2 separate regions of the Sus scrofa genome follow, and region 2 is linked to region 1. A link is a contact called in public Hi-C data. All regions are on one chromosome and are shown on one strand. Each heading gives the region's core, a stretch centred on a gene start, on an enhancer-like site or on the middle of the called end of the contact. The rest is flanking DNA. Distances are from core to core; before and after follow the strand shown.

Evidence for each region. Hi-C and Micro-C count contacts between places; a contact is called where the count stands out from the background.
Region 2: a Hi-C map of liver shows a contact between it and region 1, with 5 times the contacts expected there. The contact joins two enhancer-like sites. A contact is called at or near these places in 5 of 47 Hi-C or Micro-C datasets (embryonic fibroblasts, epiblast stem cells, liver and 1 more).

Annotation. Positions count from the first base shown.
Region 1 is chr7:116,818,906-116,824,590 of Sscrofa11.1, reverse strand. No RefSeq gene overlaps it. Among named protein-coding and RNA genes, the nearest start is that of GLRX5, 34 kb to the right of the region's middle. Within about 2 kb of position 3,205, at least 6 of the 83 cell types and tissues checked have an H3K27ac peak or open chromatin away from gene starts, as enhancers often do. A contact at or near this core is called in liver, where this site is marked.
Region 2 is chr7:116,895,547-116,901,231 of Sscrofa11.1, reverse strand. No RefSeq gene overlaps it. Among named protein-coding and RNA genes, the nearest start is that of TCL1B, 15 kb to the left of the region's middle. Within about 2 kb of position 2,316, at least 2 of the 83 cell types and tissues checked have an H3K27ac peak or open chromatin away from gene starts, as enhancers often do. A contact at or near this core is called in liver, where this site is marked.

The sequences.
Region 1 (5,685 bases), core at 1,956-4,455:
TGGCCACTCTAGGAGCCTTGGGCTTCTCTCAGTATAATGGCTGGATTCCAAGAAGCGGTGTCCCAAGAGAAAGCTTTTCCAAAAAAAACAAAAAAACAAGAGGAAGAGCCAAGACTACTTCTGATCTAGCCCTGACCATCGCTGCCCCTGCATTCTTTGATCTCCAGATCAAAGCAGTCACAAGCTAGCCCACATTCCATCAGACGGAGACACGTGCTCCGCCGCCCCACGGGTAGCGTCGTTTGAGTACAAGGAGGAAGGGAATTGACAGTGGCCCTCTCTGGAGGCAAATGACCACCACCGGGAAGGGCCAGCGTGGTGGGTCTGAGAGCAGATGACGAGAACCCTCGCCCTCACTTCCTGTTCATCATAGCACGTGTTAACATTCTAACTAAGCACGTGTCTGACTCTGATTATTCTCTCTCCATAGACATAGACTGCACCAAGGCCGATACCCTGTCTGTTTTGACGCGCCATTGCCTGCCCGTACTTGCACGATGTCTTGTCCTTACTGGGTGCTCAGCAGGTACAGTATTTGTGTACTAAATGAATGAACAGGGCATAGAGCTGCCCATCTTTCCAAGGGAGTTTCTGGGAGAACTAAGACCCAAATTTCCACTGAAACACATGGGGCTCCGTCCTTGGATGAAGCGTAGCAGAACCCTAATTCATTCATTCATTCATTCATTCATTCTGCCTAATATCAGCTTATCACAGATGAGCATTTCTCAAAACCTGCTCCATGAACGCTGTACATTAGCTTCTCTTGGTTTCAAATGTGTGGGGTGGGGCAGGGAGGTGTCAGGGTGGTCGGTGGATAAAAGCAGATACTGGGGTCCACACCTGCCCTAACAAGCCCGAATTGATGGGAATGGGCCTCAGAAAGCTGTGCTGAACCAACTCCGGGTGGTTTCAATGCCATGAACGTGTGAAAACCTCTGCGGTGGATGATATGGAAGCCTGGAGGTGGGCAAGATGGCCCAGGAAGAGGGGAGAGGGAGAAGGCAAGGGCCAAGGAGGGAACACCAGGGAAACCGCCTTTCTTCCAGGGAACGGTGAGGCTCTGCTGTGTACCCCTCAGCTAGGAGCATGACAGACATAGCTTTGCCCTCAACAGGCCCCTATTCTCGTGCAGGGCAGGGTAGCAAGGAAACAATTCCAAGGGTGTCAGTGGCAGGAAGGAGGTCCAGGGACGTCTGGAGATGCGTGGTGGGGCTAACCCAACCGGGAATGAGGAAGAAGCCTTCGAGAAAGGGACTTGCTGATGAAATCTGGGTTGGGGGTGGGGGTGGGGGGGGAGACAGGCCAGGTGAGGATCAGAGTGTTGCAGAAACGCAGAAACCGTGGCAGTGGAAGGAGACAAACAGCACTCGGAGATATGGAAAAGCAAGGTTTGTTCAGCACCGGTGCGGGCTCAGAGGAGTCACCTCCAGAGTCTGAGCACCAGGTCTTCGTTCTCAGTAACTTTTATACACTGCAAGATCTTGATTTTCCCATGTAAGCATCCCGGGCCTCCCCCATCCCCAAGCAGCAGTGTTCCTCCCTAAGAAACTGAGCCAGCAAGGTTACAGAAGCGGAACTGGTAAGCAATGCTGGGTACCTGATTAGCAGGGCTGCTGGCTTGGACAGAGAGCACACAGTTGTTACATTATTACAAGAAGGGTGGCATAGTGGGGAGCATAGCTGGAAAGGCTTGCAGCTTCCTTCTTAGCCAAGGGGCGGAGGGGGGTGTTCTTTAGTTAAAGCTCTATTTCAAGAGCACTGGGGCCGAGGGACCAACCCCTGGGGAAGGCCTAGAGGCGGGAGAAGGTCCTTCCTATACAGGAGCTGAAGGGGGTCAGTGTGGCTGGAGGAGAGAGCCAGACAGGGAGGTGAAAAGGCTGCAGGGCTGGACCTGAAAGGCCTTGAGTGCCAGGGAAGGCGCTCCATCCTGGGGACAGTGAGTGACCGCTAGGGAGAAGCAGGCAGTTGTGTATTGTGGGTGGAAGTAGGGACACCCCTGATGGAGTCTGAGAAGGAGACGACGCCAAGCTAAGAATGCTTTTCACATTTTCTTTCTTTTTCTTTTCTTTTCTTTCTTTCTTCTTTTTTTTTTTTTTTTTTTTTTTTTTTTTTTTAAGGGCTACACCTGCAGCATGGAAGCCCCAGGCTGGGGGTCAAATCAGAGCTGCAGCTGTCAGCCTACACCACATCCATGATGATGCCACATCCGAGCCACATCTTTGACCTGTGCTACAGCTCACGGCAACGCCAGATCTGTAACCCACTGTGTGAGGCCAGGGATCACACCCGCATCCTCATGGATACTAGTCAAGTTCTTAACCTGCTCAGCCGCAATGGGAACTCCAGTTTTCACTTTTTCTAATGTGGGGAAAAATTTTTAAGAATAATATTTCATGACAAGTAAAAATGTTCTAAAATTCACATTCCAGGAGTTCCCTGGTGGCCCAGTGGTTAAGGATTCAGCGTTGTCACCGCTGTGACTCAGGTGTGATTCCCCGGCCTGGGAATTTTCCACAAAAAAATAAAAAATAGAATAAAATTCAAATTGCAGTGTCCTCAAATAAAGTATTATGGGAACACGGTCACATCTGTTCATTGCTATCTCTGGCGACAGCAGCCCCCTGACCCCCACGTTAAAGTGTTTCCTCCCTGGCCCTTCACAGAGAGAGTCTGCCAACCTCTGCACTGCTCAGACCGTCTTTGGAGGAACAAACCATGTCTATTTATTGAGAAATAAAGACAAACGGAAGGACTGGACCTCTTGAAATTGGAATCTAAATCTAAATGTCCAGGAAGCTGGGACACGTGCTTTTCTGCCTCCAGGGTTTGAGTCCTGCACTCAGGAGAGAAATATTAAGCCCTGAGAAAAGAGAAAAGCTCTCTGCCTTTGCACCTGCCCAGAGGGATGTCACCGTATGTGTCAGCAGTTCTCCCTGCCATCGAATTAAGGTCATTTCCGGGAGCTGCTAGGATGGGCTGTTGGGATGGGGCTGCTGGGCCGGGGTGGGCCAGGCTCCTGCTCAGGGTGCTGCTCCCGCCCTGCCATTGCCAGTGGGAGGCTCACCCCCTCGTCCCCAAGGTCAGCGTGCACAGGGGTGCCAGCTGGGGTAGCCAAGAGACACCTTGCCCAGCCTCACCCCTGTCCTGCATCTGCTCCCGGCCAGTCTCCATGCCTGGCCCTGAGCCTTGGCCTTGGTCCATGAAGAGGAGTCTACATGAGGTCAGCTCCCTGGGGAAGCCAGGTGGGCTAGTTGCCCGTCTGTAGCAAAGGAGAGAAAAATCAAATGTGATAAATCAAACTCACATTCGTCTACCCAGAGATAGACAAAGGCTGGATAACATTATTTGGACAACGACGGAGCACAGAGTGGGTGCTCAAAAGGAAGCAGAAAAAGGGTAGTCCCCCCAGGCCTGGGCTCCTGATATTGACCACCTCATGTGACCCTACAACAGCCCAGAGGGAAATAGGTCTCTGCCCTTTGATGAGGCAACAAGAACTTGACCGACTTGCCCAAGGTCACACAGCTGACAAGCAGTGCAACTTGGATTTGACCATCAGCCCAAGCTCTTTGCACAACCAACTGAAAGGACAAATAAAACTGCCCATGGAGGTGAGGCCAGGGACACCGGCTCCCAGGAACTGGATGAGAAAACCTTTCTGCCAGGAGGAATCTATGTCTCGCAGAGCTGGGGAAGGGCTAGAATTGCTGCTATTTTTCAATGCTTTGAATCTGGGCAGGTGAGCAAATGTTTGAAAGGGAATCTGTTGACAAAATGATTCTAAAGTGCGTCAGCCATGTGGAATCTGAAAAAAGGACAGACTGAACTTCTTTGCAGAACAGATGCTGACTCACAGGCATTGAGAAACTTCTGGTCTCCGGAGGAGACAGTTTGGGGGGTGGGGGATGTGCCTGGGCTGTGGGATGTAAATCCTGTGAAATCAGATTATGATCATTATACAACTACAGATGTGATAAATTCATTTGAGTAATAAAAAAAGGAAAAAAATAAATTTAAAAATAAATAAATAAATAAAGTGCGTCAGCAAGAAGAAGCGAGAAAGAATATCCAAGAAAAGTTTGGAAAAGGGAAAAAAAAGAAAAACATGAAAGATGAGAGAGATACGTTGCTGTTACTTGTACGTGATATTAACTCATTTCATCCTCACAGTAGCTGCACAAGGTAGAGAATGTGATTAACCCATTTTATTTATTTACTTTTGTCTTTTTAGGGCCACATGCACTGCAAATGGAGGCTCCCAGGCTAGGGGTCAAATCAGAGCTGTAGCTGCCGGCTTACACCACAGCCACAGCAAGTCAGGATCTGAGCCACATCTGGGACCTACACCACAGCTCATGGCAATGCCAGATCCTTAACCCACTGAGCGAGGCCAGGGATCAACATGCATCCTCATGGATATGAGTCAGATTTGTTTCTGCTGAGCCATGACAGGAACTCTTACACTTTACCTACAATTTTATTTGTCATTATACCCCAGTAAACTGAAGGGTGGGAAATAATCTTCTGTGCCATGTGAAGTTGAATGAAGATATTTCACAGGCCCCAAAACGCAAACAAAATTCAGTTCAATTCAACAAGTAATTATTGAGCATCTAACATGTGCTAAATATTCTGCAAGGTGCTGAGAAAACAGCAATGAACAACAGCAACAAATATGGTTCTTCCAATTTCAGCTTCTGTAGAAGTTAGTCACAGAAGCCTAGGTTCCTGCTGCAACAATTTGGGGGAAAATGAGACAACCACAAAATGTATATTTTAAGGCTATTAGAAAACTGTGGAATCAACAAAAGGACAAGGTGAGCTAAAGTTCTGGAGAGGGCAGAGCTGTTCATAGATCTGAGGGGACAGAGAACCTGCAGGTTCCAGGAGAGCTGTGCTCAAAGACCAGGTATCAACCAGAGGTTAACCAATTCTAACTAAACTGCATACCAGCTGCAATCCTACTCAACTGCCGAGGATAGAGGAAGGCCTTCTGGTGGGAAATGACAGCATGTGTAATTTTGGTGGCTCTTTTCTACAAAAGGGCCAGCGCGCGCCACACACACACACACACACACACACACACACACACACACGCCATCAAAGAGGAAGAAAACATTACTTGTAACCAGAAGAAAAAAATAGCCAATAGAAGCAGACCCATAGATGACATAAACTTTAGAGTTAGCCAACAAGAATTTTTGAATAATTATAATTAATACACTAAAAAAAAAGGAAATGATGCACAAAAGATGAAAATGGGGGATTTTAATCAGGAATTTGGAAGATCTATGGAGTTCCCACTGTGGCACAGCAAAATTGGTGGTATCTTGGGAGCACTGGGATGCCAGTTGCATCTGAGCCTGGCACAGTGGGTTAAAGATCCAGTGTTGCCACAGCTGCATCTTAGGTCACAACTGCAGCTTGGATCTGATCCTTGGCCTGGGAACTCCATATGCCATAGGGCAGCCAAAAAAAAGAAAAAAAAAAAGAATTTGGAATCTATGAAAAAAACTAAATAGCATTCTAAAACTAAGAAACACATTATCTAAAATTGAGAACAGGAGTTCCCATTGTGGCACAAATTTGACTAGTATCCATGAGGATGTGGGTTTGATCCCTGGCCTCACTTAGTGGGTCGGGGATCTGGTGTTGCCCTGAGCTGTGGTATAGGTCACAGAA
Region 2 (5,685 bases), core at 1,067-3,566, 78 kb before region 1:
TCCCTGAGAGCTGTCTTGATCAGCGTGTATCCCCTAGTGCTGACCCAGCATCGGTATGAGCCAGGTCAAAAATGAGGGGCTGAGCGTGGCTAACAATCAAGCTAGCAATTTTATACACACATTGTTCCAGATTGTGTGGTCATGTCACACTGTGCGATAATATTACACTGTCCATCTATCCAGCGCTTCTTACAGGCCAGACTCGGATCTAAATGTTTTATATCCAATATCTCATTATATCGTCACCAAACTGGCACTGCCCCCTTGGTAGCTGAGGAAAGCAAGTCTCAGAATGGGAAACACGTGTCCCCCTAGATGGGCCTTGGCCGGCCACACCCCACCTCCCAGCATCACAAGTGGGTTCGGCACCTCGGAGGTTCCCGGCAAGGCTTGGGTTAACTAGAGTCGCCACACCCTTCTGGAACTGCGGTTGGGGCAGGCGGGGGGGGGGGGGGTCCTCTCTGGTCAGGGAATGACTGATGGGAGTTGGACAGCGGGACAGAGCAGAGGTCTGGAGGCCTGTCCCTGATTCACAGTGGACCTTGGCCTAGTCACTCCCCCGTCTGAGCCTGAGCATTAGAGAGATGACAGAAAGTGAAAATCTTTGGAGAATTCTCCAATTCCCTCTGATCAAATAGATCAAACACAGTCGTTAGGATCAGAGCGCAAGAGCGTGGGTGGCACTGGTGAAAGCAGAACCAACTCGGACCTTGGTCCCGCCATTCTCTAGCTGTGTGACCATGGGTGAGTCACTCAACCTCTCTGAGCCGCGGGTCCAACTCAGTTTCCTCGTCTGGATCACAAGGACAGTAGTAAGGCCTCCCTGGCAAGGTTGCTCTGAGGTTAAAAGAGACTGCAGGTGAAGTGCCTGGGCCCGGTTCCAGGCCACACGGGGGCGTGATAGCAGAGGTGTGGTAAGAGGGGCCCCCTAGGTTTTAGCCCTGCCTCCCTGCATCCTGCTGGCTCTGTGCACTGGAGGGGACGGCCAGGGAAGGGACTGTAGAGCTGAACTGAATCTACCCACCATCCCGGGCCTATGACAGTAACTCCCTCGCCGCTAGGGGGAGACCTAGAGGTGGAAGCCTGAGCTTTGCTCTCGTAGCCGGGGACCCCAGGAGGCGCTTCCCTGAGTGGGGTGTTGCTTCGAGCAGAGTCTATTTTCTTTCCCTTCACCTGCAGGAAGCTCCACATCTGGGGAGATCATCTGCTGGGCCTGGAGGGGTGGCCTAGTGGGGACATTCTGGGGACCTCAGGCAGCTCAGCTCTCCAGGTCTTACCACCCCATGTGTTCACCAGGGCCCCTCAGCCCAGTCTCCCTCTGGGTGTCACTCAGAGCCCCATCGCCCGTGTGAATGTGGAGTCAGGCAGGACCCGAATTCAAATCTGGCTCTGGGCGTTCCTGCTGTGGCACAGAGAAAATGAATCCCACGAGTATCCATGAGGATACAGGTTCGACACCTGGCCTTGCTCAGTGAGTTAAGGATCCCGCGTTGCCACAAGCTGCAGTGTAGTTTGCAGATTCGGCTGGTATCCAGTGTTGCTGTGGCTACAGCGTAGCCCGGTAGCTGCAGCTTCAATTTGATCCCTGGCCCGGGGATACGCATATGCCGCAGGTACAGCCCTAAAAAGAAAACAAAAATAGAAAATGAGCAGAGTGGATACAGAAAGGGCACTGAAGCGGAAGCCAGTCACCTGTCTATGTGATCTTGGACATGGCAATCCTTATCTGGGCTTCAGTTTTTTCCTCTGTAAAGGGGCTTCTCATTAAGCCTCCTCTCCGCTCAGCTCACCTGGGTCTAGGAGAGTCTTTCTTCTCCATCTGCAGTTACAAACGTGTCAGGGGAGTGTGGAAGGGCTGGTTGTGTCTGGGGAGAGAAGCAGTCCTGAGTCTTAACTCCACCTCTGATGCCTAAATGCCAAGTTACTGTTGAACAAATCCTTAACCATTCTGATCTTGAATTTGTCATTTGTATAAGGGGAATAAGGCTACCACTTCATTTGAATCATTAGAAGGAGCGCCTGGGAGAGAAAAGCACTTAGCAGATGCTCCACTGAATCGTAAAGATTCTGGCGTATTTTTAGTTTGACTGTTGTCTTTCTTGTTATACGGCCATAATGGAAGGCAGACAGGCATCTGCCTAAATGGGCAGGTGGAGCCGGCAAGCACGTGAGAGTAAAGTAACTAGAATGGAAACAGAAAATTAGATGCCGCAACTGCTATAACTCATTCTTGGCTGGAAATGATACAGACCTCGGCTGGGAGCATCATTAAAAACTTGGAAAGGACGGGGGATGATTGGCACAGGTGGCTGGGTGACTGCCCTGCGCTGGGCTTACATCCTGTGAGACAGAAAAGGAAAGCCAGCCTCGCTGGGAGCCTAAGCTTTAAGTTCGTTTCCACTTGTTCTGTGTCTTGTGTCATCACAGAATCAAGTGTCCCCGTCTACTTGCCAAGAGGGACAAAGCCCTTTCCAGTAACAGGGAAGGGCTTGATGCCATGGCCCCAAGGGCTGTTGACTTCTAACCTGAGACTGGAAACCGCATTTGTCAAAACGATGGTGGTAGAAAAACATGTTTGTTTACTTTAAGTGGAAAACACAATTTGTCAGAGGCGGTGGAGTCCACTCCACCTTCCTGGTGATTCGGTATTCACAAACCTCCCACGTTCAGCTGGAATCAACTCAACCTGCCCCACAGGAGCCTACGGAACATGACAAAAGGCATTTTTTTTTCCATACAAATATTTGTTTTGCAAATAAGAATGGAGTGGTTTTAAGCAAATATAGAATAATGATTTGTTTCAACCGCAGTAAAGTCCCGGAGATGCAGCAAACAGAAGACTTGAGGTCCAGCAGTGTGGCCACGGGGACTCAGGGGAGCCCTGAGGTGGTTCCTTTCTCCAGCCTGAAACCAGGGAGGACAATGATTCTGGTGGATTTGTGCTGTTGTCGCTTATTTCCCAGAATTCCCTTTCCTGCATAGTTCCGGGTTAGAACCACCCGAGAGATGCGGAGCGGAGAATTGTAGGTTAAAGCACATCTGGAGGTTAGTTCGGCTGGAGGAGCTGCAGCAGCTCCCACTCATTGCCACCGCGCTGGCTGCAGGTGTGGGCATGGAACAACTTGTCCAGTGCAGCCCTGACCTAGTCGGTCAGCCCTCACAAGTGCCAACAGCTTTCTCACGCATCTCTCAGCCACTGGCTAGTGTCCAGCTGGCTTTTAGACTAAAAACTCTGGAACCCTAGCCACTGTCTTATTTATTCTCTGCATCTGCTGTTCCTATCAATCATATGATCATTTATTTATTTAACAAATACGGCATCTACTCACAAGGCTCAAAGCCCTTTCCTAGATCTGAAGGTGAGATGAGGTCAGGTCAGTGGCCTCGCCCTGCAGTAGCCTGCAATCTGGCAGCATAGTCAGCAAGGGGACAGTCACTCCAGCCACAAACACCGGGGACACAGTCAAGAGGGACTGAGAGCTGCTGGCTGAGGTCATACTTGCCAGCCTCATGGTTCCAGACTAGACCCCAGGGCTGATGGGTGGCTGAGTGATACACCCAGAAATAGCCAGGATCTAGTGCCCAGGACATGTGAGTCTTACCTTGACCTCAGGGCAAAATGAACCTTGAAGATATAATGAAGTTTGGGATCTTGAGAAGGAAATATCATCCTGGATTATCCAGGCGGCCCCTAAATGCTATCACCAAGTGTCCTTATAAGAGGGAGACCTGACTACGGATGATGGAGGCAGGGGGGGATTTGGAGATGCCAAGTTGCTGGTCTTGAACACGAAGGAGGCACCACGAGCCTCAGAACACAGCACTAAAAGCTGGAAAAGGGAAAGAAGTGGACTCTTCCCCAGAGACCTCCGGGGGAACATGGCCCTATGTTGGCTTAAACCCTTTGAAATCCATTTTCTACCTCTGACTTCCAGACCTAAGACAATAAACCCGTGGTTTTGAAGGGGCCAGTAGCTGTAATTTGTTACCCTGGCCGTAGGAAACTCTCACAGCTGGCTAGGGGTCAGGCTCCTTCCCAGATGCCCCCTGAGGAGCCGACTTAGGCAGGGGGCTGCCAGCAGGAGCATTTGCCTTCGGGAAATTCAAGGGAAGAGTTGTGAACAAAAGATTTTTTAAGCTGATTGTAGTATGAGCTCTACTGGGTTTTAAAAACCGGAAGAGTCGGTGGCTGGAAGGAAACAAAAGGCAACGTTGCAGGATGTACCTGACGGCTGATTCCTTCGGGTCCCGTTGCCTGTGGTTGCTGTTTTCTTTACCGTAGGAGGATTGGGGGCTGTGCAACAGCAGCCACTGAATGAGCAAGCTATAGCCGGCAGAGAGGGAGCTCCTGGGTAAACGCAAGGCCTCCCAGCCGCCCAGCGGACCTTCAGGCCGGAATGGAGGCGTGGAGGAGGCAGGCAGGGAGCGCGGGGGAGAAGGAAGCAGATCGCAGACAATCACCTGCTCTCAGCCTTTCCAACCGGCTTTGCCTGCATCTGCTGTCGTGCCCTCAGGCTCCCTTTGTGCTCCTGAGGTCTATGAATGATTTGGAGACACAAACCTAGGCCAGCAACAGGCTTATTTTATTTTATTTTTGCTTTTTTAGGGCCACACCTGTGACATATAGAAATTCCCAGGCTAGGGGTCGAATCAGAGCTACAGCTGCCGGTCTACACCACAGCCTCAGCCACACCAGGTCCGAGCCATGCCTGCGACCTTTACCACAGCTCATGGCAATGCCAGGTACTGACCCACTGAGGGAGGCCAGGGATCGAACCCACATCCTCATGGACACTAGTCAGGTTCGTTACTGCTGAGCCACGACGGGAACTCCAACAGGCTGCTGGAACAGTGCTGTTTCTTATTCCTACCAGAGCCCCACGGAGAAAATGACTTTCACCTTCAGAAGAGCTGCTCCTTAGTCTCCGTGTGGTTCAGGCATCCAGAAGCCCAGGGCTGGAGGAAGAGAGGGCAGTACCCCTGGATACCGGGTACTGCCGTGTCCCCCCTGTGAGCAGCTGGGCTGACCGCTGACACACTGATGCGGGGATGGTCAGACCCCGACTGGGGCCTCGTCTGACGGGTGGGGAGGAGATGTGCCCGCTGGAGGCAGCAGGCTCACAGCAAGGAGAGACCGAGGGGCTGGAAGGACCAGGCTTCTCCTGGCTCCAGGGTGATGGGAGTTGAGCTGAGAAGGGCCTGCCCTTCCAGCAGAGCTGAGGCTGGAAGCCCGGAGCAGGGGACTGTCTTTGGGCACCAAAAAGCAGTAACGTGGAAATCTTGGAAAGAAGGAGGCTGGGAGCCTGCCCACCAGGTGCCTGGGCAGAAGACGCATTCTATTTTTATCTAGAAGTGCCGCAGTCTATTAGCTATTCCAAAGCTGGTGCTCATTTTAACGTGGCAAGGAAGGCTCGGTCAGGGCGGCCCTGAGAGGAGACTCCTGCAAGCAAGGTGCATGTGCGTGCGCACATGTGTGTGTGAGTGAAATTGTGCGTGTACATGTGTGCATGTGTGTACCTATATGTGCATGTGTGCATACGTGCATGCATGTGTACACACACGTGTATGTGCATGCATGTGTGTGTGCTTATGCATGTGCATTGTGCCTGTATGCACATGTGTGTTCTATGTACATGTGTGCATTGTGCACACATGTGTGTGCATGTGTGCGCAGACGTATACATT